7 separate regions of the Mus musculus genome follow, and all the other regions are linked to region 7. Evidence: chromatin contacts called from public HiChIP or PLAC-seq and promoter capture Hi-C data. All regions are on one chromosome and are shown on one strand. Each heading gives the region's core, a stretch centred on a gene start, on an enhancer-like site or on the middle of the called end of the contact. The rest is flanking DNA. Distances are from core to core; before and after follow the strand shown. Region 1 overlaps Rasgrf2 (RAS protein-specific guanine nucleotide-releasing factor 2). Region 2 overlaps Ssbp2 (single-stranded DNA binding protein 2). Region 3 overlaps Acot12 (acyl-CoA thioesterase 12). Region 4 holds the start of 4833422C13Rik (RIKEN cDNA 4833422C13 gene). Region 5 overlaps Ssbp2 (single-stranded DNA binding protein 2). Region 6 overlaps Ssbp2 (single-stranded DNA binding protein 2). Region 7 holds the start of Rps23 (ribosomal protein S23).

The links. Promoter capture Hi-C pulls out the DNA fragments that hold promoters and counts their contacts. HiChIP or PLAC-seq counts read pairs in DNA pulled down with a chosen protein or histone mark.
Region 1: a contact with region 7 is called in a promoter capture Hi-C map of hippocampal neurons, with 7 times the contacts expected there. The contact joins the enhancer-like site here to the promoter of Rps23 in region 7. A contact is called at or near these places in 10 of 39 promoter capture datasets (the 3T3-L1 cell line, the C10 cell line, cranial neural crest and 5 more), 2 of 484 Hi-C or Micro-C datasets (both in cortical neurons) and 1 of 115 datasets of contacts at active chromatin or transcription factors (large pre-B cells).
Region 2: a promoter capture Hi-C map of the HPC-7 cell line shows a contact between it and region 7, with 4 times the contacts expected there. The contact joins the enhancer-like site here to the promoter of Rps23 in region 7. A contact is called at or near these places in 6 of 39 promoter capture datasets (the HPC-7 cell line, hematopoietic stem and progenitor cells, liver and 2 more), 3 of 115 datasets of contacts at active chromatin or transcription factors (bone marrow-derived macrophages, embryonic forebrain and large pre-B cells) and 2 of 9 other capture datasets (adipose tissue and macrophages).
Region 3: a contact with region 7 is called in an H3K27ac HiChIP or PLAC-seq map of hepatocytes, with 6 times the contacts expected there. The contact joins the enhancer-like site here to the promoter of Rps23 in region 7. A contact is called at or near these places in 3 of 39 promoter capture datasets (embryonic stem cells and liver), 1 of 15 datasets of contacts at CTCF or cohesin (large pre-B cells) and 4 of 115 datasets of contacts at active chromatin or transcription factors (Th17 cells, embryonic stem cells and hepatocytes).
Region 4: a promoter capture Hi-C map of liver shows a contact between it and region 7, with 9 times the contacts expected there. The contact joins the promoter of 4833422C13Rik here to the promoter of Rps23 in region 7. A contact is called at or near these places in 12 of 39 promoter capture datasets (the 3T3-L1 cell line, the C10 cell line, the HPC-7 cell line and 8 more), 1 of 484 Hi-C or Micro-C datasets (bone marrow-derived macrophages), 5 of 115 datasets of contacts at active chromatin or transcription factors (acute myeloid leukemia, embryonic stem cells, hepatocytes and 1 more) and 3 of 9 other capture datasets (adipose tissue, embryonic stem cells and liver).
Region 5: a promoter capture Hi-C map of hematopoietic stem and progenitor cells shows a contact between it and region 7, with 4 times the contacts expected there. The contact joins the enhancer-like site here to the promoter of Rps23 in region 7. A contact is called at or near these places in 5 of 39 promoter capture datasets (hematopoietic stem and progenitor cells, hippocampal neurons, neutrophils and 2 more), 1 of 484 Hi-C or Micro-C datasets (bone marrow-derived macrophages), 3 of 115 datasets of contacts at active chromatin or transcription factors (craniofacial prominence, embryonic stem cells and fetal liver) and 1 of 9 other capture datasets (liver).
Region 6: a contact with region 7 is called in an H3K27ac HiChIP or PLAC-seq map of thymic regulatory T cells, with 6 times the contacts expected there. The contact joins the enhancer-like site here to the promoter of Rps23 in region 7. A contact is called at or near these places in 6 of 39 promoter capture datasets (the HPC-7 cell line, hippocampal neurons, liver and 2 more), 4 of 484 Hi-C or Micro-C datasets (CD4 T cells, CD8 T cells, bone marrow-derived macrophages and 1 more), 11 of 115 datasets of contacts at active chromatin or transcription factors (bone marrow-derived dendritic cells, bone marrow-derived macrophages, craniofacial prominence and 8 more) and 1 of 9 other capture datasets (embryonic stem cells).

The regions. Positions count from the first base shown.
Region 1 is chr13:91,880,924-91,883,851 of GRCm38.p6, forward strand. It overlaps Rasgrf2 (RAS protein-specific guanine nucleotide-releasing factor 2), which reads right to left. Exons shown (of 28, transcript NM_009027.4): 28 at 1-2,928. Among named protein-coding and RNA genes, the nearest start is that of Ckmt2, 5.5 kb to the left of the region's middle. Within about 2 kb of position 1,333, at least 15 of the 459 cell types and tissues checked have an H3K27ac peak or open chromatin away from gene starts, as enhancers often do.
Region 2 is chr13:91,612,802-91,615,942 of GRCm38.p6, forward strand. The region is part of intron 4 of Ssbp2 (single-stranded DNA binding protein 2); the gene reads left to right. Among named protein-coding and RNA genes, the nearest start is that of Gm41016, 80 kb to the left of the region's middle. Within about 2 kb of position 1,565, at least 2 of the 459 cell types and tissues checked have an H3K27ac peak or open chromatin away from gene starts, as enhancers often do. A contact at or near this core is called in the HPC-7 cell line, where this site is marked.
Region 3 is chr13:91,767,943-91,770,761 of GRCm38.p6, forward strand. Acot12 (acyl-CoA thioesterase 12) reads left to right here. Exons shown (of 15, transcript NM_028790.3): 6 at 2,147-2,303. Among named protein-coding and RNA genes, the nearest start is that of 4833422C13Rik, 27 kb to the left of the region's middle. Within about 2 kb of position 1,294, at least 13 of the 459 cell types and tissues checked have an H3K27ac peak or open chromatin away from gene starts, as enhancers often do. A contact at or near this core is called in Th17 cells and hepatocytes, where this site is marked.
Region 4 is chr13:91,740,258-91,743,169 of GRCm38.p6, forward strand. It overlaps 4833422C13Rik (RIKEN cDNA 4833422C13 gene), which reads right to left and starts at 1,615. Exons shown (of 2, transcript NR_015501.1): 1 at 1,165-1,615. Acot12 (acyl-CoA thioesterase 12) reads left to right here and starts at 1,264. Exons shown (of 15, transcript NM_028790.3): 1 at 1,264-1,403. The coding sequence starts at 1,274.
Region 5 is chr13:91,508,285-91,511,168 of GRCm38.p6, forward strand. All of the region lies in intron 1 of Ssbp2 (single-stranded DNA binding protein 2), which reads left to right. Among named protein-coding and RNA genes, the nearest start is that of Gm41016, 24 kb to the right of the region's middle. Within about 2 kb of position 1,372, at least 83 of the 459 cell types and tissues checked have an H3K27ac peak or open chromatin away from gene starts, as enhancers often do. A contact at or near this core is called in hematopoietic stem and progenitor cells, where this site is marked.
Region 6 is chr13:91,482,997-91,485,898 of GRCm38.p6, forward strand. The region is part of intron 1 of Ssbp2 (single-stranded DNA binding protein 2); the gene reads left to right. Among named protein-coding and RNA genes, the nearest start is that of Ssbp2, 23 kb to the left of the region's middle. Within about 2 kb of position 1,450, at least 64 of the 459 cell types and tissues checked have an H3K27ac peak or open chromatin away from gene starts, as enhancers often do. A contact at or near this core is called in CD8 T cells, memory CD8 T cells and thymic regulatory T cells, where this site is marked.
Region 7 is chr13:90,921,439-90,924,445 of GRCm38.p6, forward strand. Rps23 (ribosomal protein S23) reads left to right here and starts at 1,684. Exons shown (of 4, transcript NM_024175.3): 1 at 1,684-1,761; 2 at 2,149-2,308; 3 at 2,888-3,007. The coding sequence starts at 1,758.

The sequences.
Region 1 (2,928 bases), core at 83-2,582, 960 kb after region 7:
AGTGTTTGCCTTGAGCAGACCAGATCAAGGACAGTCAATGGTCATCTTAATGCCATGCCCCGAAATGGAGCATCAGTGGAAATGGAAACCCTGCTAGGTCACTCATCTATGTGTCTGCACCCACAACAAAAGGTCCCTCTCTATTTTTGTTCTGTCCTGCTTTAAGATACCAGTGGCCTCTGAAAGGACACCCATTACTTTCCACCAACTAGAGCCTTATTTCCAGGAATCATGTAGTGGTGCATGTAAAAACATCACTAGACTTACAATCTTATTTCTCACAGAAATGAAAATGAATTCCGTTCATGGATCTCTTCCTTCTGTGGACAGTAGCCTGGCTAAAAACCATATAGTACATTATCTTTTATGCTGTTTCCCGACCATTGTAAGAATGATAACCCTTGCGGTTTAAATTTCAAAGAAACATATTTAAAACAAGAGATATTTTTGTAGGGGGATGACATTAAAGTTGAAAAGAAAAGCTAAATAAAACCTTTTTTATCTTTTTTTTTTGAATGTGAAAACTGACAGATTTCGGAATGGCCACTGAATTGCATTACTCTTTAGGTAAGATATGATGTCTGCTGACCCACGGTTTTGCCTCACCTAACATGAAAGAAAGGGGACAGCCCTTTGTCACATTAAACAGCTCACAGTGGAGGTTTCTCTTCCAGATGACCCGGCATCCATGATTTTCATGTTTATATGTAGTCCTTTGAGATGCACAAACAGCAAAGGAGACTTTGTGTTAGGGACACTCTATTATTTCCACAGTAGTTTAACAATCTCCTCTTTAAATTCCTCTGTTAAATTGCTAAAGAAAACTGACAGCATTGTGCTTCAAGCCTGAGACATGTGATGGAGGGCTTCAGTAAGAGATTTGTTTCTGTAGCAAGAGTAGAGATATCTTAGGCACCCCGAGGTCCTCATAGCCATGCCACTGACTAGCAAGATGATGTGTTCATTTGAAAGCATGAAAACAGGTTGATTTCCTGTTAGTTTTTCAGTACACGTGTTCGCTACTTCATATTTAGAAGCTGGTCTCCCAAGTGCTCTAACAAATGCATCTGCTAACGGAGGGTGCTGGCAGACAGACATGCATTACACACAATACACAGCACAGACATACGATACATGCATGCATCGTATCCACAAGGACATAGAAAGCTTCAAAGGACAGACACTTCCAACAATCACAAGAAAAACCACAAACTGCTCTGGTGAATTTTAAATGTGACCAAGTTGAGGTGTTTTGTTTCTAAATGTGCATTCCTGCCTTGGATAATCCACACATGATCTGGTTCTCTTTAGCTCTAACAAGCTGTAAGAAATTCCGAGTAAAGCATTGGCAGTACCCACAGATGACCACTGGGGGCGTTTCCAACATTCTGGGAACAAGCTCCATAGAAAAGCTGCATTTCAACAGGGGAGGAGCATGAGAAATTACGTTTATCTGTTTGTTTGTTTGTCCCCCCCCCCCCAAGAATGGCTGTATTGGCCTCTGGAACACAACATTGGAGAAATAGGATCCCAAACTCCCAAGCAAAGTGCACACAGAGTCATCCTCTGAAGGACAGGGACAGGGTGGAGTGGAGGCAGGGTGGGGTTGGAGTCAATGTGGGTACTCCTTCCCTAGTGGTATTTTTTCGTGAAATTGGTATGCTGTGGTCCTCACAAGAATGCTAATAACCTTTACTCCTTTTCTGTAAGATCTTGTTTGGCCTGTGAACACCAAGAAACAAGTCACAAGGTATGCACAGCTAGGATCCAGCATCCTATGTTTTCATCATGCATCACGATGCAGCAATCTCTTATTTGAAACCGAAGAGAACAAACAAGCAACTCGGGAAATAAATAAACAAAATGGGAAAAAGCATCCATAAGTGCCCCTGTGGGACTTAGTACTACACTGTTGGCTAATACGAACCAGCGAAAAGACGTCTGGAGTGGAATTCATATAATATAAATATTTTTCTCTCAGTTTATATTTCTCTATGCAGTTATATACAAGGATGACCACTACTGTGCAGGAAATGTACCTTCCCTAGTTCTATGGTACATTACCAATGGTAGCTCTGAAGCCAGCAAGTAGAAAGCACTAGCTCGTTGTTAGCTCTACCACATAATTAAAGTGCAAGGGAAGAGGGGAAATGACCAGGCAGGTCAGTCTTCATGGTCAGCATCAATAAGTATCATGCTTGTAAGAGAAAATGCCAGGTCTACTAGGCTCAGGTAAAAGTAACCCCCGCTGCCATTGCTGCCTTCTTTTAAAGCAGTGTCTCCTTGAGGCTAGGAGAGGGCGGTGATCAAGGAGAGCCTCGTCCCTTTAACAACAGACCATTGTGAGGAGGCTGAGCCCACTTTTCCAGGCTTGGGTGAAAGGCACACACCCCCTGCTCCCCCGCCCCAGATTTGGTTTTCTGCTGTAAGAGCTGTGGTGTGCTCGGAGCCATTACCCCTGCACTTACAGTATTCTTACGCAAAATGATCTCAAACCCATTTTAAACAAAGATGGCTGAGACAGGAGAAAAGGCTGTTTACCAACAGCACATGCAAGAAAAGCCTCACCAAAGAAAATCCCCACAGAATGCTCGCTTTAAAGTACAGCCAATGCTCAATGCTCATAATGAGCCCAAACAGGTTTGCACATCAGAAAATGTTTCTGGAGTACATTGGGGGAAAGGAAACAAGTGAGGCCAGCGAAGGTGACTCTTAGGCCTACATTTCCCCTTGGTTAAAGTCATTTCTCTTCACAGTATATTACATGGGCATGCACTTTACTGAAACCTCCACACTTGGCTTCTTGGGGCCACCAATGTCTCGATGAAGCCCCCACTCAAGTCTGTGGGACACTGGATACTTATAGTTAAGGAAGTGCTACCCACAGATACACTTGGTTTTTAATCTTTCATGGCCTGTCCCATTGCC
Region 2 (3,141 bases), core at 315-2,814, 690 kb after region 7:
TTCAAGAAAATGCTGGTTGGTCACAAAGAGCTAGAGAATGTTCTCACAGCATACTACTAGTCTCTTAGAACACTTTTAGGCCTTCATTCTTTATATTTAACTAGCATTTACAGGGTCGACTGTGTGACTGCTCTCCTGAAACTTACTTCCCATCAAAAAGCATACAATTAACCAGTTCTGCATTACATTTAAGAACATTCAGAAATATTTCCTATTTCCAAAGATAAAATATCACATTTTAGTTTATGGAACTGTTGTTAACTTTTTAATGCTATGTTTCATGCTAATGGTTGATTTTGAAGTGAACATTGCAGTTATTTTGTGGTACGTAGAGTCTATAATGGAGATGGGGGGGGGGCTTTGTTCTATAAGCAAACAAATTTTATTTGAGCAAAAATAAGTTGGTAATTAGAGAAAATAACCTCAGTGGAGAACTGTTATTAGCAGGCTCACTGGAAGTTTCTCTCACCATCTGCACTGTAGTCCTAGCCAGATGCGTGCTGTAAAGTTCAATGGGTCTTGATAGGCATTGCCTTGATTTCAGTGGCTATATGATGCTAAGAATTCTTGACAAATAAGAAAAATTAATTTTTAACAAAATTTATCTAAGTTAATGTTTTATTTAAATTAGTATAAATGTTTTCTTTTCTCCATATAATACAAAATCAGTTGTTGAGAGCAGTCTTAAGATTGAAGCCTAGCTTGCCTGTAAGCTGTATAGAAAAACAAATCAAACCTTATTCCATTTCCCCTTTGAATACAAATTAAATACACACGATTCAGTAGTTTAAATGTAGTTTGTTAGGAGGGGTTTTATGTAATTTTATATATAAAAAAGAAATCATTAAAGAATGAGATTTGAAACAGAATGTATAAGGCATGTTCTGGCTGCAAATTGTGAAATTTAACATGTGTCAATGAAATATATAAATAATAATTATATAGTCCTAAATAAAAGTAATCATGCATTTAAATTATACCCATATACATAGGCATGTGTGTGTGTGTGTGTGTGTGTGTGTGTAAGAGGGAGGGAGAGAAGGAAATTTTATCTTTTTCTACTGATTATAGATAATGAAGTAATTTGAATTTACTAAAACCTCAAGAAAATATTTTTGCAAGAAGTGTCATGTGTTAGTGAAGTGTGTTGTCTGTAGTGTCATGAAATAGTTTTGAAGGAGATGGTAGAAGTCACTTTGCCATAGTGGAATCGCTCCATGAGCATCATTCTGTCAAGTACTCCCCTTGTTGTCCCCAGGTGTGCAGGGTGTCATATCCAGATGGCGTCTCACTGTTCACTTGGCTGTGATCAGAATAAATGTGAGTTCACATGTCTGTGGTGATCATAATGAGTGTGAGTTCACGTGTCTGTGGTGATTATATTGAGTGGGAGTTCACACTGGCTGTGATCAGAATGAAAGTGAGTTCACATGACTGTGCTCATAAATGTGAGTTCACACTGGCTGTGATCATAGTGAACGTGAGTTCACATGGCTGAGATCAAAATGAATGTGAAGCGGGTTTTTGTTGACTATACTACCCCTCCTTTAACGTCTTTAATTAATCTGTTTCTTGTGTACTCAGGAAGTCACTAATGACATTTGAGGAGAGGAAGCTTCTTAGCTTCCCGCCTGACTGTGCAGCTTTTATTTTTTATTGAAATTGTGATCTCAGCCAAAAACCAGTTGGTGGAAGGAAGGAGTCATGAATGAAAAGCAGGGAGAAAAGGCAGGGAGAGGTTGTACAGAGGAACAAAGGAGAAAATCATAAAGCTAGTTATGCAGATACTAATTCATTGTAAAAGGTGTGGCTAGGACACAAACACTGTCATCTCATCCCTGCTACTATGCAGGACCATGAGGAACACACATGATTGTGCTTCTGTCATGGAAGTTTACATGATGATTTTGTTATGGTTTGATTTTTCATTTAACAACTAGAAAGCACCCATTTCTTTAATGTTCTTGATAATTGTCTCTCTTCAGTCCCTGCTTTGCGAGCCTGAAGTTCTAGATCATAGTCCGCCCACCCCACTTTCCACAGATCCACCCCTTCCCTAGCCATCCGATTCTGCCCTTTGGAGAAAGAATGTACAAGGCCAATTTGCACTGGTCAGAATATTCCCTAGTATATAGTCTTCTGCTTGAGCAGGTCCCCTTCCTAGGGCTGTACCTACAGAGAACGACGATGTGTTGCTGCCAACACTGTGAGTTAGCATGCGCCGCTGCCCTGAAGGTGTCACTTGGAGTCATCCTCTGCTCCAGCTCTTACTCCTCCCACCCTCTCTCCTCTAATGACCTCATGTGCCATGTGTGTTCTCACGTGCAATTTTCCGAGTTAATCACCGTCTACTACAAATAGAAGCTTTTCTGATGAAGCTTGTGAGATGTATAGATGTATATGGGGTTCTGAGTGAGACACATATCTGATGCAAAGGTAATATTCACAGATGAGAGAAACTATGTGATATTTGACTTTCTGAGACTGTGTCACCTCACTCAGGATTGTTTCCAGCTCTCAGTTTACTCACAAATCCATTTACCTACAAATTTTATAAATTTATTTTTATTAATAATCTGAATATTATTCCTTTCTATAAACATACCACATTTTTATTATTCACTTATTTCTGTAACTTTTGTAGTGTATTCCAGTGGTCATATATGTTGATAATATATTTGGGAAATGGGCCCAGGTTCTTGGCACATGGTCTAGGCTGAACTTGAACTTGTGGTTTTCTTGCTTCAGCTTCCCAATGCTGTGGTTATGGGTCTTGAAGTGTAGCTCTGTGTGTTGATATTCTGACCAGAGACAGTGTTCTACTGAACCAGCAGTTTGAATGAGGATTGGTAGGGAAGTTATCAAGTCTTGCGTAGGTGATTGAAAATCAGGCTAAAAGAAGTGTTTGTATATTAAAAATAAGAAAAGTAAAAGTCTGATGCTGAGCAGAAGCTCTGCAGAGATGGTGCAGAGTGCTCCCATGGAATGAGCCATTCTTAAGGTTGAAAGACAAACGTGTTACAGCCTTCTGCAGGCCTGAGTACTGCGCATGTTAGCCTGCACTCTCTGTTCACCACGAGCCGACACTTGGCTCATCCTCAGCTCTGCTTTAAATCCTGTTCCATATGAAGTAAGCAAGGT
Region 3 (2,819 bases), core at 44-2,543, 850 kb after region 7:
AGAACAAAGAGATGATCTAAAAAGCTTGACAAAGAAACAGGGAGAGTGTCTATCAACATAGATACATAATTGGTCATGGTGGATGATGCCTGTAACCCCAGCATTTGGAAAGCTGAAGCAGGAGAATCACCGCAAGTTTGAGGCTGTGAAACAGGCAAGACATAAAATAGACTAAAGCTATGTAAGGAGTTTAAGAACATCCTAGGCTGCATAGATAAGACTCCATCTCAAAATAAAGAAAGAAGATATATAAATGGCATGTGTGTCTGTTTGTATGTGAGCGTGTGTTGAGAATCTAACATTTGTTAATTGAACTTCCAGAGGTGGGATAGAAGCAAATGATATAGATATTTAATTAAGCGATAGCAAGGATATTTAATGTACATATGAAAAGATGTTGGACCTCATTAGTACTCAATGAAATGCAAATTATAACCAACATGATATACTATTTCACACCCACTTAATTGGAGAACGTGCATATTGATAATACTGGAGAGGAATGAGACCCAGCATAAGCAGCAGCCGTTTCTTACGTGATGCAGTGTGGCCATAGCATTTCCTTGAGGTGATCTACTAAGAGTAGGGACCCCAATGTAGAATGACTGAGCAAAGTCAAGTTCTTTTATTCATTCAACAAATTTTTGTTAGTGCTGGTATTGCAAAAATTAGCATGGCTAATCATTGCACACACACATATTGGTGGATGCACATATATACATATAGTTTTATCTGAGTGTGTACATATGTGTGTGCAAGTGTGCATGAAAATATGTGCTCATGTGTGTGGAAGTGGGTCAATAGTAGTATTTTCTCAATGACTCCTTACCTTAGTTTTTTTTTTTTTTGAGACCAGTCTCTTACTGAACCAGAAACTCATCAGTTCCAGATTCATCTAGACTAGCCGGGTGGCAAGCCCCAGGGACTTTCCTTGTGCCGCCTCCCTAATCCTGTGGGTGTAAGGTCACGCCACAGCACCTGGCTTTGACATGTGGGTCCTAGGGGATCCAACTCAGGTTCTCAAGTTTGTGCACCAAGTGCTTCACTGCCTCCCAGCCCCAGTTACCACGGATTTTTGTAGAAAGAAGGCATCTCTGAGATCAACGGTGTGATCTAGGATGGAAGACAAGTTAAGTGGGAGCAGGCATAGGAAAAGGTAGGGCTGGGTGCAGCAGGCAGAAGGGTCGTGTGGAAGTACCCTGACCTCACAGACAGTGTTCTTCACAGTAACTGATAAAAGGCCAACGTGCACAACAAAGAGAGGAGGAGGCCTGGCTGGGGAGGCTGATGGTCACATGGGCTCTACGGGGAGAGAGAACTTGTAGGTCACAGGAAGGATCTGAGAGTTCATGTAGGGCAAAGGAGCTGTTGCCACATTTTAAGCAAAGGACTGGAATGATCAGTAGAAGGAAGGGAAACATAAAAGAAATAGATCATCAATTAGTTATGATCTAAAAATCCCCTTATGAAGTGGAGCTAAAGGAGCCTAGAGCCAAGCTCTGATCAACTAGAAGAAATTGCTCTTGGAATGGCTCATTTCCTGTTAATAACAGCTGGGTTTACATGAACACACTGCCTGCTGAGCTCTGTTAACCTGGCATGGCCCCTGGGGGTACAGAGATCTTTCTCCTCCTCATAGCAGCGTTGTGTTGGTGGCCCCTCAGATTTCAGACTTCTTTACTTTAGTGACTTTACTGAAGTTTAATTGACATATGATAGGTGGATCATATTTAAAGCATGCAGCCTGGGTTTGTGCATTGGCATACAGCAGTAAAACTATCATTGCCAACAAAATAATGACATGCCTCCATCAAAATGTCTACCCTTCTGTGCCCTCCCATGTCCTTCTCCACCACAAAAGGCTCCAATTTAAATGGAACCATTACTTTAATAAAAATTCTGGTGGATTTGCTAGACCTGTCTAATAAAGGGCCCTTCTGGTTTGTTAGCTCAACCCAAAATGCCAAAGTGATGCTTTTCAGAGGTAGGCCACTCTACAGAATGGTAACCCACTCACATCCTTGATGTAAGGTTTTAAGGACAATGTCAATTTTCTGAAAGTGTCAGAGTTGTGTTTGCTGCAGGGAAGGGGAATTCCAGACAAGGTCCCATGGCTGACCCCACTGTCTCTGTGGTCACTTCGCAGATTCCATTTGTAATGAAGAAGAAGGAACGGCCACCACCATGGGCACCTCTGTCCAGAGCATCGAGCTTGTCCTTCCGCCCCACGCAAACCATCACGGAAACACATTTGGTGGCCAGATCATGGCATGGATGGAGACAGTCGCCACCATTTCTGCAAGGTTCTCAGCACTGGCCCTAGCATGGGGCTAGGGGCAGAGTGGAAGTGGTTTGAAGCATATTTCCTTTCTAAATTAGCACAAAACCTGTGAAATGTATATTTTGTAGCCTTTCTCACTTTGTGCACCAACCCAGGCAATTTTTTTCATCAAGGAAAAATTTGGTTTTTGATCTGTGGATAAATTCACTGAACAGGGAAGCTGAGGAACAAGTGTGAGCAGTATTGGCCGCCAGTTGTCATCACTCATGCCCTACCCTGATTCACAAGTCACAGTGTCCTAGGACTTTTCATCAGGAGGTGTCAAGATGAATGTGACACTTGATGACAACAAAAAGCATTCATTTGCATTGGGAGGGACTTCCACTGAGCACAAGAACAATGCCAAGGAGCCATCTTTATGAAATGCCCAGTTTGTTGCCCTAAACGTCTGAGGTTGCATGCAGATCCTCTCCACACATAGTTCTCTCGAGTCATTGGAGTTATTTACTTAGAAAACAGGCTGCTTGCTTGTCTAGGG
Region 4 (2,912 bases), core at 365-2,864, 820 kb after region 7:
TTCTTTCTCTCTTCATTTATTAAATGTATATGTATTTACAGGGGAGGCCAACTCCCCAGAATTGGAGCTGGAGAGATGGATCACTGGCCAACAGCTCGCTTGGCTCTCAGTTCTGACAGCAGACAGCTCACAACTGCCTACAATTCCAGCTCATAACTGTCTATAATTCCAGCTCCAGGGCACTCCCATGCTCAGGTATGTATACCCACATACAGATAAATACATACACATACTTTAAAATAATAATTTCTAAAAAAAATCTTTAAAGACCCAGACTGTCTTTGATGCTCTCAGGCTGAGCTCGGTGGCCAGAGACCTAATGCTGAAAGTGCAGCAATATTCCCAGGCGTCAGTGAGGTCCCAGGACAGTCAGGAGGCCCTGGTTCCTGCCACCTCGTCCTGATGTTTTAGGTAGTACCAGACAAGCCACCTCACCCCTCCAGGCTTCCATTACTCCATCCTCAGATCCGAGAGCCACTGAAGGGTTTTGATCCCGTTTCCCCCAAAAGACCTGCTTTGTAAAGCCAGTGGCTGACACTCTACAAAGTATAGCACCTGCTAGCCTTGAGTGTGGGCCTCGAGTTCATATACAGTGTCCTAGATTTTTCTCCCATGAACGTTGGGGTGGGGGGACACTAGAAAACTCAGAATGTTGCCTTCTCTAGTTTTGGTGACTGATGCACTACACCCTCCAGCTCCTCGGGACGTTTGTTTTTCAGTTTGTTTGGCAGTGTAATCAGTTTCCTAACAAAATGATCTTTGGAGCCGCTGTAGTGTCCTAAGAACCTGTAGGTAGAGTTTAAACAAAGGCCGGAGCAGTAAGTGTTGCAATGTCTGTCAGGGGGAAAAAGGCCAACTACTAAACCAACCAAGCAACAAAAAACAGAAGCCAAGCTCTCTAAAACATTTCCACAGCAAAGGCTCTGCCCTCTCCGGAGAGCATGCAATCCCTTCTAAAGCTCCCTCCTCTGCCAAGGTCTTCTGATGATGACCATTGTCCTGCATTCTAGAAACACCTGTCTCTGCCCCATGCGTTTTGGAGCTAGGGCAGCGCTCCTGTTCTGCTCCGAGAGAGGCTGGCGTACTCTACTCCCTCACCCTCCTCGCCCTCCTCGCCCTCCTCGCGACAGTCCCCGGCTGACTCGTAGGACCCTGACCTCTCACCTCCTAAGCACCTGGCAGCGGGCGCGGGCAGCGCCCTTTGGAGCGGGGGCGGGCCCCAGGGGATCGGGATGGCCTGCTGCTGGCGTCTGGGGTTCTCTCAGCCAGGACGATGGAGTCGATGGTGGCGCCGGGTGAGGTGCTCATGAGCCAGGCCATCCAGCCGGCTCATGCCGACTCCCGCGGCGAGCTGAGCGCAGGGCAGCTGCTCAAGTGGATGGACACCACCGCTTGCCTGGCGGGTAGGTGCCGGCCCACGCGAGGGCACCGTCGGTCGGGGAGGGCTGCTGCTGGTGGCCAGGGAGGTGATACTGTCCGGGGATCCTGAAGGACTGGAGTGTCTGAAATTAGGGATGCGCTAGGCTGGCGTGGAAGCCAGAGAGAGCGTGGGAAAAGGAAGGAAGCAAAGTAAAGGGCAGTGTTCCCAGAGCTGAGAGCAGCCGCAGACAGGAATGACTAAGATAGCTGCTGACAGCGACCTAGACTAGTGGTTCTCACATGTTTATTTGGCTGGATTCCTTTCAACTCACAAAACAAAGTGAAGACATCCTCTCCCCGCCTCCACGCAAAGACTTTGCTATATAGATTGCGTATATCTGTACTTAACCATATTTAAAATTCTAAAGATAGAGTTTATTGACTAAGTAGAACTGAGGCTGGAAAAAGTGTTCACACTGCAAGCATGAAACCCCAATTCACTTTGTAGTCTCATAGGCGCGCGCGCGCGCGCGCGCACACACACACACACACACACACACACAAATGTGCACATGTTACTATATTTTCTTAACAAACAACTACATTATTTACTGCAACAGCAAAAGTGTTCTTGCACAACTGGTCAGAATTCATGCTTTTCATGATTTAAAAGCTTGATTGCTCCTTTGCCAGGTTCTCTTCTGTGTTCAGTTTACTACCATTTACTGTTAGGCAGGCAGGGGAAACTTGATATTCCTGAGAGAGAATGGGAGTAAGAAGGCCTGCTGGTATAATCCAGTTGCGAAGGGCTTGCCTAGCTTGCTTGAGGCCGGTGTGATTTCCATCCCAGCACTAAGCGTTGGGGGTGGTGGCACAAAATCATCTAATAAGGACTGAATGATGTCTCTCTCCATGCCATCTCTGAAGTTTGTATTTTGAAAGTGACAGCAAGTACCGTGGTGTGGCTGTGTCGTATAATCGAGGATTAAAGAGATGAGAAGAACACAACCTCATCTCAGGGCACTAAGTCTTTTAGATCTTAGAAGCACGTGACACGTGAGGCCGCAGCAAGAGCCGGCCTGCAAACCAGGAAGAGAGTTTTCACCAGTCTGGTGGACCTGACAGCCTTCAGAACTCTGAGAAACCGAATGTCTATTGTCCAAGCCACCCAGTCCATAATGCTGTGCTATGGCCACCCCAGAAAAGGCAGCTGCTCAGCATTGTTATGATTTATGATCTGACTGTGACCGACTTACGCCTAAAGATAAAAGAAAGGCCTGCTTTTAAAACCAGTGTGTTGTAATATAAATGGCTTTCTAACTAAAAGCCTAGGTTGAGCAGTACATGAATTTCCTGTGCCCATGCTGACTTCTCTCATCTTTGGACCAGTGATAGTCTTGGATACAAGCAAGCCTTGCCACGCTCCCTTCAGAAGAAAGTCTTTTGGTGTCCTAGTGCTATCTCGATTCCCTGGGATCTCTTATCTATGCACAGTGAACTTTCAATACATGAATCATATCTCTGATTCCCACTCAGGACCTCTCTGTATCTTC
Region 5 (2,884 bases), core at 122-2,621, 590 kb after region 7:
CCAGGGTAAAAGTAGTAGGTTGCATCAGCTGATCTAGGGGTTCCTGGCAAATTTTTAGAGTTTTAGCAAAATTTTATTTTACTTATTTATTTTTTATGAGAGGATTGAAGAATGGCTACTCAAAGACACTTGATTTTTGCAGTAATGATCACTTGATCTTCCATTATACTCAGCAGTTGTTTATTTGGACGTTAGCATTGGTTTTTCTGTTTTGATCTCAGTTCTTCTCAAGGTAATACTTTATACAGTCATGGTAAGGTCTTTGTACTTGAGGCCAGGCGCTATATTAGTTTAGCTGGCTAAACCAATGGACATTGGTGTCCATAGCTGAAATGTTGGGTAAAATTAATATCAATTGCGGTTTTCTACCCGGCCCTTGATCATTCAGTACCCAGATAAAAGACACAAAACCTTTACATTATAATATCCCTTAACAGCGTTAGATATCCGCCCTCTAAGCTATTGGTATCTACTTCCCTATCAAATCCCACGTTATAACTTGCTATGTTCCTCCTAGGCACTTTTACTTCAATTGGCCAGCCCTCATGGCCATGTTTTCATCCCCGATCCCATGGTGTCTTCCTCTCTATTCACTCTCCTCCTCTTCCTGTTCTGTTCCTCCTCTTCTTCCTCCTCCTGCTTCCTCCTCTTCCTCCTCTTCTTCCTTTTCCTCCTCCTCCTTCTCCTTCTCCACCTGGCAACTCAAAACCTGCCTATCTTTAATCCCTCCAGTAATTGGCTGTAGCCATTTTTATTTAAGCAGTAGTTTTAATTTAAGGAACAAGGTTTGCACAACAAAAAAGCTGGTAAACAAGATAATTCACTTGTAGGCCTAGACCCTCTGTGTAGAATTTAGCATTAACATACATAGCAACAGAGCAAACCTCAACACCAAACTTAGTGTGGGCTGTTCCTGTGCCCAGTGGTAGTCTTTTCTCTGGCATGCAGTACTTCTTTGTTTCACTTTCAAACTTTCCTGGCAGAGTAAGGTTATAAAGGTTGTTGGACTCTGTTTTGAAGAATTAGCCCCCTTTTCTCACAAAAATAAAATCCAGCTGTGGATCTTAGCAGCTGCATGCACCGTTTGAGTGGATGCCTCTTGCTCTCTTTGCTGGCTTGTTTTGGTCAATCTGGCACAAACTAGAATTGCCATGGAAGAAGGAACCTCACCTGAGGAATTGTCTCCCTCTGCTTGGTTTGCTGCTATCTCTGGGGGGCATTTTCTTGATTAATGATTGATAAGGAAGGGCCCAGCCCTGGGAGGTGGTCATGGGTGTGGAAGACAGGAAGCTGAGCAGGTGTGGAGAGCACCTTTAGCAGCACTCTTCTATGGTTCCACCCTCTGCTCCCGATGAGTGCCTGCCCTGATGCCTTCAGTGGAGGCCTGCAATCTATCCTCCAGTTGGCTGGCGACTGTTTTATCAGAGCAACAGAAAGAACTGAAGTTCCTGTTCACTGTTGCCATAGTGCTCTTCCTGTTGATGAAAGCATTGTTAAACAGGGCAGTTTTGGCCTTCTTGTACTTTTTATAGATGGGTTGGACCATTGTTTTTAAAACTGGTGTAAATCAAGAAATTTAGAAATAGGTGAAATGCCCACATTTAGAACTATTCATTGGGTGCTTATTGAATATTGCAGACTGCATTTGTTGCTTTGTGCAATATGGAAGATGAAGCTTACCTTGCCACAATCTTACCTTTTTAACTATAATGTGATTTCTGTTGGTGTGTTATTAATACATTAAGATTATTTTCTTCATTCATTCATACTCTACTAGTGATTACCTGATTAATTTTAATGACTACTTATATTTTCTAGTATCTTTAGTATTTGAGAAAAAAGTATATTAAAAATGAAATGCTACAAAAATTAGTTTGAATAATAAAACAATGTAAAGACTAATTTTGTAAAAACTGTTTTTGAAATTTTTATTGATAATTAATTTTGAAAAAAAATTTATTTATTTGTTTTACGTACACGGTAGCTGTCTTCAGACACACCAGAAGAGAGCACCAGATCCCATTACAGATGGTTGTGAGCCACCATGTGGTTGCTGAGATTTGAACTCAGGACCTCTAGAAGAGCAGCTAGTTCACTTAACCGCTGAGTCATCTCTCTAGCCCACAAATTAAAATTTTATACAATATATCCTAATCATAGGTTCCCTTCCTCCAATTCTCCCCAAATCTTCCCCACCTTCCCATCCATCCATATCCATACCCTTTCTTTCTTTCTCTTTAGAAAACCAACATGTAAACAAAGCAAACAAAACTAGGAAAAAAAAACAAAGAAAAAAACACAAGAAACACATAAGTGCACATGCATGCACACATGCATACACACACACAACCTCTGAAGTCATAAGATTGGAAACTGTACAAGCAAAAGACCATTAAGACAAAAAACCAAACCAAATCAAACCAAACCAAAGTGATATGAGGCAAAAATCTATAAAACACCTATGAGTGTTTTTTGTGTTGAGCATCTACTGCTGAGCGTGAGTGTGGTTACACAGTGAGATCTGGGACGCTGTCTGACTCGAACCTGTGCTGAGGCAATGCATGCTTCCACATATTGTGGGAGTTCATATGTGTGTTAATCCTGTTATCAGGAAGACACAATTTTCTTGGGGTGATCCATCACCTCTGGTACAATCTTTCTGTCCCCTCTTCTGGAAATCTCCCTGATTCATGAGGGAGGAGGCTTGATAAAGATATCTTTTAGTACTGCTGTTTCAAAGTCTCTCTCTGGATATTTGTCCAGTTGAGGGTCTCTGTGTTAGTTACCATCTACTGCAGGAGGACGCTTCTCTGATGAGGGCTGAGTGAGGCACCGATCTATGGGTATAGCAAAATGTAGTTAGAAGTCATTTTATTGCTATGTT
Region 6 (2,902 bases), core at 200-2,699, 560 kb after region 7:
CAACTTTGAAGGTGGTACTGTGTCCCCTCATTGTAAGATGAAGTGACAAACTTCTAGATGCCTGATGACATTTGTTGAAACTTAGCTCAGAGGATCAGACTTGGTTTGAACTGGGATCTGTCTGTAACTATGGAGAGAACAGTTTTCACGTCACTTTTTTTGCCTTCTAAATTAATGCTTATGTTGTCTGGAAAATTCACTTCTGATGAACACTTTGCTTTCCCAATGATGCTGGTTAAACGAGGTGTTAGTATAATAAGGTGCTAATTGAATGGTGCACAGAGTAAGTGAAAAAGAAATTAAAGAAGGAAAAGTCTGTGTGCTGAAGTCATCAGGGAAACTGCTTGCAGTCGCTGTGGGACTTGGTTCATTCATTCATGCCATGGAAGGTTCTGAATACTGACCTGGTAGGAAATGTAGGGTGCAAATAAAAATAGAAAAAGACAGGTAGAGGATAATTCTTTTTGGAGAAACTAATGGTATTTAAAAATATTGTGTTCATCTGAAAGAAGCAAAGACGCCTAGCATGAGCACAAGAGAGCTTCTATATTGAAGAACAGTAGGGCATTCTTTGGAAGCTCATGAAGGTGATGGGCAGTATTTAAGCTATGTAGCATTTAACTGCTTCTGTGGTTGCCAAGAGTAGTGGCACTGTGGGACTAAATACTATTTTACGAAGCTTGAATTCCAGCAGGGGTGTTCAGCTTTAAATTACAACAGTGGATTATTGCTACGGTCAAAGGGGCAGGTCTAGTTCTGGGCTTGATTCCTCTTTCATCCATGTGTGGACTGGTAGTCCACATGCTGGACTGGTAGTCCACATGCTGGATTGGTAGCCCACATGCTGGATTGAGAGCATTTCTGAGTTTGGACTATTCCACTCTCTGCAGTTTGACTTCTGGAGTGCTTTTTGGCCAGCCTGGGTCTTGTAATTTAGTGGGTGGAAGATGTGGCGTAGGACAAGCCCTTCTTCTAAGTAAGATCTAGTTGTGACCATGAGCATTTGCTCAGGGTTTCTATTGAGCTCCTAGCATGCTGTTAGCTTTAGTAGTATAAGGTCTTGCCTTATTTAACTTGTTTAAAATGTTCTCACCTTGTTTCCATTCTCATTTGCTGCTTCTATTGATTGACATTCATAGAGGTGTTTGATGAGAGATGCCTGTGTATTTAAAAAATGTATGGTGTGGCACACATGTGTCTTTAGTCCTAGCTTTTGGGAGGCAGAGAGGCAGGTGGGTCTCTGTTATGTTTGAGGCCAGCCTGCTCTGTATAGAAAGTTCCAGGGCAGCCAGGGCTGCATATTGAGACCTCATCTCAAAATCAAACAAAATGAAACAAAAACAAAACAAAAAATAAAAAAGTTATGGTGGTGTACATGTTTATATAAATGGTGTCTTGCTAAAGATCTTGTGGTTTTTTTTTTCCTCACAACACCTTAAAATAGCTGATAAGGAAAGTGAAAGCCTTTACACACGTAGAGACTACTCTGAAGGACTTTCATGATTGGTTCTGTAAGCTCCTTGTTTGCAGCTCAGCCAGTTTTCTTCTATATCTTACTAACTGCTCCTGTCCTTGGCAGCCTCTCCTTCACAGACCTACATCTACAAACTTGAAAATTTTGAAGCAGATCTGAGAATTTTTAATGCCCAGTGTGTACATAGTTCATAATTTGTACTTGTTGACTTCTCATCTGGTTCTTTGGAGTGGCCATCTTAGTTGCCTGAAACGTCTATCAATTTGTATATACATTTGAGATAATTTGGGGATGAGACTCATTTGTAAGTATGAAGTTTAATTATTTTTCATATTAAGCATATAACCTAAAAGGTGATTTAAGCAGTAGTTTTAGTGTAGCAGCATTTTGACATTAAGTCATCATATGAAACACATGTGGTATTTTCTGTTAATGGAAATATGTTAGTATATCCCACAGTTTGGGGCACTTCAGATGAATTGTTCTCTCATTTTATTTTATTTTATTTTATTTTATTTTATTTTATTTTATTTTATTTTTATGATGGGTGGTTTGTCTGTCTGTATGTCTGTATACCACATGTCTGTAGTATCAGAGGAGGTCAGAAGAGGGTGTTGGATCAGCTGCGACTGGAGTTATATACAGGGGGTTGTTGGCCATATGGTTGATAGAAATCACACCTTTACCTGCGGAGTCATCTCTCGTCTGCACATTTCATTTTTGGGCTAGGAATACTCAACCTGTATTACTCTGTTTTATAACAGACAGCATCTCTCTTCTTCTTTTCATTGATTCTTGGCATTTAAGAAAATATTTTCATCACATTGTTTGTTTGTTTGATTGATTGATTCATTTATTTATTTTTGTGTGCGTGCACGTATGTGTGTGTGTGATTTCACATGTAACAGCATGTGTGTGAAGGTTAGAGGACCACTCATGGGAGGCAGCTCTCTTCCTTCACCATGTGGGTCCAAGGATTTGGACTCCTCTTTTGTGAGGCTTGGTGTCAGGTGCCTGTGATGGTTAAGTGGGCTGCCTGTTTGGTATTGACCTCTCTTTTTTCAGTCTGGTATTTGCAAGTTGTCTATCATTACTTCAGCTCTCATCTCTGATGACCAGTGAATTTGGGTCTCTTCACATCCTCGTTGTATCTGTTACTGCCTTCCTTGCTGGGTTTCTGTCTAGAAGAGTCCCCTATTCAAACAGCTCACCATGCTCAGACCTCTGCTTCATGTCCTAGCCCAGGAAGAACTGAGCATCCTCTGAAGTGTACTCCAGCTCTTTCTGTGTCCCACGTTATCAGTCATAGCATTTAACACAATAGTATAGTAATGCTTATTTATTTGTTGGCTTCATTTGCTCAAGTTCTTGAAAACAGGGCTCTTACTTCCTGCTTGTTTTGTTCCAGCTGCAAGCCTAGCACGGAGA
Region 7 (3,007 bases), core at 434-2,933:
CTACTCAAGATCCAGGCCTCAAAAATCCTGTTGATTCTACTGCAAAACTGTAAAACCAATCCAGGAAGGTCAGCACCTCCCCTGAGCGTCCAAGCCACACTCACCTCCTGCTTTTACAATCACACCTTCCTAAATGCTTCCCAGACTCATCTGTTTTTGTCTCTTTACAACTAATCTCAGATAAATGCAAAGTATTCTTAAAGAATCCCCCAGCTTAGTGAGAGCACTGACTGCTCTTCTGAAGGTCCCGAGTTCAAATCCCAGCAACCACATGGTGGCTCACAACCACCCGTAATGAGATCTGATGCCCTCTTCTGGAGTGTTAGAAGACAGCTACAGTGTACTTATGTATAATAATAAATAAATCTTTGGGCCTGAGAGAGCAGGGACTGAGCAAATGGAGTTGACCCAAGCAAGCAGGGCCGACCGGGGAGCAGAGGTCCTAAAATTCAATTCCCAACAACCACATGAAGGCTCACATCCATCTGTAGAGCTACAGTGTACTTACATACATAAAATAAACAGATCTAAAAAAAAAAAAAAAAAAAAAAAAAGAATCCCCAGCTTAAATCTAAAGATTTAATATCAGAGGAGAGTTTCAGAAGGCTTTACTGCGGTAAAGTTCTGTTTGTTTGGTTTGTTTGGTTGTTTGGTTGTTTTTGAGACAGGGTTTCTCTGTGTAGCCCTGGCTGTCCTGGAACTCACTCTGTAGACCAGGCTGGCTTCAAACTCAGGAATTCACCTGCCTCTGCCTCTCAAGTGCTGGGATTAAAGGCATGCACCACCATGCCCAGCTGTAAAGTTCTGTAATGCCCAGGCTTTCAGAACCACTGTTGCTTTTTTTTTTTAATCTCTCAGTTCAATTGACAAGAGAACCACCTTTCACTTCTGGAAGGCTGTATCCTATGCTAAATATAGGCTCCCAGCTCAAATGTAACCTACAGGGATACCTTCTTAAAGTCCACCCCTTCACTAAAAAGCTTCATTTTTCTATAACATTTGTCAGTGTGTAAAGATATTTTTTTATATTTATAGGCTCTGTCCCTTTACCTAGAATATAAACTTAACGAGAAAAATCTTCGTTCTCTTAACTGCCAAATATCCAGTGCAAAGACATTAAAATTTTCATTTTTATGTGACTCAACATCCCAGAAAAACTACAGGAAAGATTCGGGTTGTAAAGGTACTAGAATTAAGCAAGGACGCACAACCAACAAATGTCAGCTCACTGTTTAAAGCTCAAGTCTGGCTAGAAACAACAACAACAAAAATAATCGATTTTTCATCACTGAATCATTGCCTCACTAAAATTTACAATTTACTGACGCTGGGAACCTCCTACTCCGTCCAGCCCCACCCCGCTCCGCCCTTTCCGAATTAGCACCGCCCAGCCCTGGGCCTGAGGTGTGGGGGGGTGGGGGGGTGGGTTGAGGGAGTTGCAGAGGACGCCTGCGCAGTGAGCAGTTAGCGCAAAGATTTCTGGGATTGGTAGTCCGTATTCCTCTAGCCTTGTCATTTGCCTGAAAAGGAAATAACAGCGTAAATGAAATTGCTTTGGATTTGATACATATTAAACAAAACTCTGTGTCTCACAAAAGTGGAGGCACTGAATCGTTTCCTCCACCCACACACTCCCCGGTACAGGCGCCGCTTGGACAGCCGCACGGGGCCTTCGGCTGGGCGGGGCTTCCCGCAATGCCTTGTGGGTCCTTCCTGCACCTCCTCTCTCTTTCTCTTGGGCCCGTGGCGCCGGCAAGATGGGTGAGCTGTGCGGGGCTGGGCTGAGGGGCCGCCGCAGGGCTCTAGAGCTCGGGATACGGCCTATCGTGGGGAGATAGAGCGGAGAGTAGGGCTGTAACCGGGCGGAGGTCGGGAGAAGGGGCGCCGTCCCGCGGGCACGTGGCCATACGGAAGAGTTCCTGCGGCCTTCGGGCGGCCTTGCCGGGACCCATTACCCTGGAAATTTAAGTAAGCGTAAAGGCCCCAGCCTGGGTTTGTGTGCAGCTCCGAGTTAGGGGATTTCGAGGGTAATTGGCCCACGTGCTAAGAGGAGCCACAGGTCTCTGGCGCAAACGTCCCTTCTGCTGAAGCTCGTGTGCGGAAGCGCGGGCTCGGTTTGCGGAGCATTCAGTGATGTGTGTTTTTTAGGCAAGTGTCGTGGTCTCCGAACTGCCCGGAAGCTCCGCAGTCACCGACGGGACCAGAAGTGGCATGACAAACAGTACAAGAAAGCCCACTTGGGCACAGCCCTGAAGGCCAATCCGTTTGGGGGTGCCTCTCATGCAAAGGGAATTGTGCTGGAAAAAGTGTAAGTCAAAAGCTGCGCGCTAGAAGCGATGGTTTACCGTAGTTGAGAACGAAGTAGTTCTTCAAAAGTCGCAAAAGATCCTGAGCCTGCGTTGGTTGGGGTTTTTATAAGGAAAAAATGGGAAATGTGCTTGTTTATGTTCGGCCAGGGATGAGATTACTAAAGTTTTTAATTTCGGCTGTAGTCTGGAAGGAATGGAAGAAGTAAAAGTAATATAGTACATACTAAAGCATACATTGAACAGTTGGGGGGGGGGCTATACCTTAAGCAGCTGGTACATTCTTAGTATCTTTTTGGAGTTGAGAAAATTCCTTTTCTGGCATGTTTCTGGTGCATTGGCTTTTTAGAGTGATGATTTTTTTTTTTTGTGTGTGGCGTTCACAAATTTCGCAACAAGAGTTTGAATCCTCATTTTTACCACTCCAGTGGCGCTAAAGTTCGATTTTGCCTGTAAAAACTTCATTAAAATAGTGGCATCTGCAGGATTTGAGACTGGATTGACTAGGAGCTGCTTCTACTTTTATTCTTAATCGAATTTTAAAAACCTTACTGACTTCACATGTGCCATTGATATTGCAGAGGGGTTGAGGCCAAACAGCCAAATTCTGCCATCAGGAAGTGCGTCAGGGTGCAGCTCATTAAGAACGGGAAGAAGATCACAGCGTTCGTGCCCAATGATGGCTGCCTGAACTTCATTGA